Regions from separate parts of the Pelodiscus sinensis genome. Here region 2 is linked to region 1. A link is a contact called in public Hi-C data. All regions are on one chromosome and are shown on one strand. The core of a region is the stretch at or near the end of the contact, and the rest is flanking DNA. Distances in the headings are between cores, read along the strand shown.

What was found. A called contact is a pair of places that touch in the nucleus more often than the background predicts.
Region 2: a contact with region 1 is called in a Hi-C map of liver, with 4 times the contacts expected there. The contact joins the promoter of DNAJC5B here to the promoter of MYBL1 in region 1. A contact is called at or near these places in 2 of 5 Hi-C or Micro-C datasets (liver and an unstated tissue).

Annotation. Positions count from the first base shown.
Region 1 is chr2:58,195,471-58,198,170 of ASM4963464v1, reverse strand. It overlaps MYBL1 (MYB proto-oncogene like 1), which reads right to left and starts at 1,345. Exons shown (of 15, transcript XM_075920605.1): 1 at 917-1,345. The coding sequence starts at 936. It overlaps TRNAY-GUA (transfer RNA tyrosine (anticodon GUA)), which reads right to left and starts at 1,930; the gene lies at 1,845-1,930.
Region 2 is chr2:58,692,642-58,695,376 of ASM4963464v1, reverse strand. It overlaps DNAJC5B (DnaJ heat shock protein family (Hsp40) member C5 beta), which reads left to right and starts at 1,450. Exons shown (of 7, transcript XM_025186891.2): 1 at 1,450-1,628; 2 at 2,335-2,462.

The DNA.
Region 1 (2,700 bases), core at 96-2,595:
GCTTTCATAACTAATATTGACCATTTACCCTGCTCTTCCTTTATCAATCTCATAAACCCCTTTCTACAAAAATCCACAACTAGAAAGACAGAAGACAGTAGTAACTAAATTACTAAGTGTAGTTTCCTAAAAATCCAGATTTTTAGTATAAATGAGACACACAAGCTCCTGCAAAATAGAAGATAAATCTGCAACAGCTCAATGTTTGCAGCTGAATAAGCACTTTCACTCACAGATTTCCCAGCTACAGGAAAGAATCACATATACCTTCCCCCCCCCCCCCCCATCAATGGATGTACCAGGACTAAAAACACAGTCTTTAAAAAAATAAGAATTAGTGAAGTCAAAGTATTAAAACCACGTGGTTGGTCAGAGAGGTAAAGGACCAGAAAGTTAGAAGAAAGGGAAAACTGGCAAGAACTACTGTGTAGGAAGAAACTAGTAGCCCAGGGGAAAGAGAAGACGAGGTTACTCTTATGTCTGTAGTACGGAGCGACATGGAAAAGACATGGGTGCAGCAACTCCGGTGAGATGCAACACACAGGGAAGATGGAGAAGTCGGGGAACACCGGTGTTGCGACAGGTGGGTGACAGGACTTAGGGGGGATGATGGGGCCGGGATCTAGCTCTGGGCATGCAGCGTTGGGGAGGGACTGGACAATGACAGTGGAGCACGAGGAAGGGCGGCCGGACAGGAGGAGAGCCTGAGCCTCTGGCGTGGAGAGAAAGACGAAGCGGGATGTGGGGGTGTAGCACAGCTGAGAGCGAAGCCGGGGGAGGGTCCCAAAGAGGGAAAGGGGACAGAGACCCTGCAGGCGAAGGGAACAGCGCTGCGATCGGAGCAGGGATCCGGGACGAAGGCGCGGAGATACCCGAGCCAGGACAGGCGGGCCGGCCGGCCGGGGGCGTTACTCACCTGCGCGGTCTCTTCGCCATCCTCGAGGCGCAGCATAGAAGGAGGCGGAGACGGACTGGGGACGGCGCTGCGCGGCTCCCTGCCCGGGCTCCTCACACTGCCCCGGGGAGTCTGTGGCGGCCGTGGGGCCCGCCCCGTCACACAGCAGAAAAGGGGGCGGCTGCCTCTACCGCTCCCGGACACTCCAGCGCGTCCACCTCACTTAGCCCCGGCCTGGCCCGGCGCCCCGCACACAGATCATGGCCCGGCCCGGCTGCGGAGACAGGATCGGGGGCTGCGGACGCTTCTTGCCCAGTTCCGAGGCCCCTGTTCCCAGCTGCGTCCCCCGTTGGCCCGGCCTCCTCTGCCGCTGCGCTGCCGTCACAGGTTTTGTCCGTGCCGCCGAATCTCGCGCCCAGCCTCCTTCCAGAGCCACCGTTTGAATCTGCGCACGCGGACTGCAACCCCATTGGCTGAGGCAGCCGCACGCGATCGAGGCGGGGCACCGCGCCAGAGGGAGAAAGGGTGCGACCAGTAGGGATGAAGGGGGCGGGGCATAGAGCCAGACGGGGGCGGACCCGGAGCAGTAGGGATGAAGGGGGCAGGACATAGCGCGCTGCATCCTGGGAGAGCGAGTTTTTCTTCCCGCCAAGCCTGACGGTGTTCAACAGTGGCAGCTTGTAAGAAGCCCCACGGGCTCTGCTACGTGCTGCTGCCGCTCTTGCTTCCCAGCCCAAGGCCTTATTCTCCCCCTTCAATGTGCCTGTGCGAGGCGTCCTGAGTGAGCAGATCACTTGGAATCCGGACTCACCTATTACTGACTAAGGACAAAATGCAGGCGAACAGCCCACAGTCTGCAGGGGGAGGGAAACACATCTCGCCTAGTGCAAATGTTACCGATACAGAGATTTCTCACATTCGGCATAGAGTATAATTACAAAATCATGTCTCCTTCGAGCCGGAATCGAACCAGCGACCTAAGGATTCCCGCAGCTCCTCTACAGTCCTCCGCTCTACCAGCTGAGCTATCGAAGGGACTTCCTGGATGTTCTTGTTTCCTTTCTACATAGTCTCCTTTTCATGACTCATCCAATGTACTTTGACTTAATTTGTAATTAAAGAGCTGTCAGTATGGAATAGCAAAAAATATAGTGAGAGCAGCTTTTGTACCAAAACAAATGGAGAGAGAAATGGAGCTTTGGAGAGGCCAAATGTTCACTATTAATGCAATACAGTCCTAGGCAGACTTAAAAAAAAAAAATTTCTATAAAAACAAGTATTTGCCTTCCTCCCATGTATCTCTCTATAAAAAAGATTTTCCTGAGGGATGACAGAGTCATGTCATCATGTCACTCTGCATCCTGCAGCCCTTTCCTTCCTCTTTCCCTTTATCTCCCTAGTGTTCTGTGGCCAGGGGGAAGAGCCCTGGGCACATGTGGCCTTTCCCCCTCACACAGGGGACTGGAGCCAGAGCCACACAGCCTTCCCCCCTCGTGGGGGGAAAGCGAAGCAGCCTTCCCCCTTGTAGCAGGAGGGGGCCAGAGCCACGTGGACTTCCCCTGTCACCGTGGAGACCCAGAGCTGCCACCTGTGTATCTTTCCCCCCTGGTGGGATGGGACTGGGAGCCACATGCCCTCTCCCCTCACGGGAGGATGCCAGTTAGCCAGCTATGGCCTCAACCTAGCCCAGTCCCTCAGCAACTGGAGGGAGAAAGCCACGCCAACCACTGCCAGTGGCAGCCAGAGAGAGAGAGCCAGGCCAGCCTTGGCCCGGCCTAACCCTCGGGCGGCTGGAGTGAGAGAAC
Region 2 (2,735 bases), core at 201-2,700, 500 kb before region 1:
GGAAGGTCTGGGATTGTTTATCAAACATTCTGAGAAAACTGATGTAAAGGCTGTCCTTTCTTCTATCCTTGCCATGGAGGAGAAAGCCAACCGGTTCGACCAGGCAGTGAGCATGCAATACATGATTCCAGTGTCTTTGTGTGTGTGCCTATCTCTCTTACTAGGTCCAGGCTCAGACTAGGGATGTAAAATCCCCTTTAATTAATTAACCAGTTAAATGTTAAGTTTAATCAGTTAACTGATTAAACAGAGGTTGCTATGGGCGCTCCAAGCTGCTTCTGGCTCCATGCTAGGTTGCCAGCTCCCAGCTCACACAGATTGGGAGTCAGCAGCCTCAAGCGAGGCCAAAAGTGGCAACCACCACCCTTTCCAGCTGCCACGTCCAGCCATGTGCAAGGCCGCTGACTCCTGCCCCACATGGGTTGGAGCTGGCAGCTCCGCGTGGCTGAAGCTGCCCTCCGCCAGCGGCAGGCCACAGTTTGAGAACTGCTCCTGCATAACGGTTAACTGTTACCCAGTAAGGGTGATATTTACCAGGTAATTGGTTACCTGTTCACACACCTAGCTTACACCCTATTAGTCTGTTGCAAACCAAGGAAAATGTAGGGAAAATGGAAGGTACAGGCAGATCAGGATTCAGCTTAATTCACTGTGATTCAGCTTGTGTGCTACTATACTGGTCAGGCACTAGCCACAGCCCGTTTGGGCCACATTTCCAACCTGTCAGAAAGTAATATGCAAATGAGTCTCCTGTTATGTTTAATTTGGAATACAAGCAAGATCGTAGACTAAATGTCTTACACTTCAAAGTGGTGTGTGTTATCAGGAACTAAAGAGCTTTGATAGATTATGAAATGCTGAGTAATCCAAAGATTGAGACAGTGATTGGGATAAACAACATTTCCAATGGGAAAACCCTAGACTTGTATAAGGGCTAGGTTTTTTCTGAAAGGTCCATCACAAAACAAAATAAAAAGCACCAAAGAGGACACTTAAAAATTATTAAAGTTTACAAAAGTAGTTGTGAACACTAGAGGGAGCTGTAATCACACAGAATAATGTGTCTACCTTTTATCCCAGGATAGTGATAATATTTTTCTTGATAACAGACTCACAGGATATCAAAGATTTCTGGCAAAAATTATTTATATAATGAGGCATGTTATTCTGACAGGAGCAGTGATAACCATTTTGTTAAATTTTCTTTCTTTCATGCTTTCTAAAATATATTCGGTCTATAATAATTGCCTTTAAACAAAATCATTTGAAACTTGAGAACAAGCACACTGAATGGACAAGTTACTTTCATGTGTATATGCAAAATAACAGGAATGGCACCATATACCATAGTTGAGGTTTTTAGAAAAAATCATTCCAACCCTATTTTCAGTCTTCCATATCTATCTGAAACTTTAATCTTTCAGGTTGAAATTTTCGAAGTTCATCCAAGGACAAATTTCAGTGGACTGTTTGAAGAAAAATAATACTGCTGAGTGCAAGAGGAATATAAAATTATTGTAACTGTCTTTTGAACAGTTCTCGCCATTTTGTTTCCTTTTAAAAAAGAAACATACGTTCTAATAATTACAGTCAAGATGGAAGACATCACCACTATGCCAACAGATATGGTATATCTTTATTGTAAATTATTATATTTTATTTTTGAAAACTATATAGACTATAGCTTTATTCCTTAAGTTGGACGCAGGTAGATAAATAGATCTTTGTCTGCATTGACTTTACTGGCCTATGACCTCAGTGGGGTCCATGAATTTGATTGCAGAACTATAACCTACATTTCATATAGTTCAGTCTAAATGACCTATATGAGGGGTGTTCAAAGATGTGCTCCTCTGGGAATTTTTTTTTTTTTTTTTGTACCTGACATTTGGTGCAATCTGCTCCATTCCTAAGACAAATTAATAGCTCTTCAGACTTTTTTGATGTTTGCCAGAGATACCTTTTATCCTGGAGCTCAAGAGGTGAGCCCCAATGAAGGCAGTGGAGATACCCCAAACTTCCTTTCTGCTTGATGGTGGAATTTTAATGAGGAGCGCCCCATGTAATACCTCACGAGTACTGTGTTGTTTTGGAAGTGAACAGGTGTTGAAATTATATAACCTTGAAGTCTTAAAGTGAGGGGGTCAGTGTTGTTAGACAACTTGCAACCACTGATGGGAGGAAATCCAACAAACTCAGTATATCTGTTAGAGCTTGACAGCAGAACAAGGGATGAAGCATAATCAAACATGAATATAGTATATTTTTGGTATCATAGGCTGTCATGTAATAGCAACCTTTATGTTCATGAATTTTTTATTCATTCTTTTATAGGTCTTCCAAAGAGAGAACCAATTGGATACCAGACTAACAAAAAATAGTAACCAAACTCCAATGACCTGTTTAACCCTGAATGTGAAGGATGAAAAGCAGCAGCCTTCTTGTATGGGACAGTGCTTCAGGTATGGAAACACTTTCTTCTGTTGCTTTCTTTCCTTTTGAGTTAATAGATCACTAACAAAAATTATCAAGACACTGAGTAATCATGTTGTAAGTTCACACAAAAGACTTTGTAACAGCAATTTTAGAAACATATGTTATTAGAACCACAATACCTTATTTTTCTCATAAATAGCATAAATCTAAATGAGCTGAAAATATAGTAAATTAAGTCATGCTATTTTAAATGGGAATGAGATGTAATTGTTTAACAATATCTCACTTGTCTTTTTAAA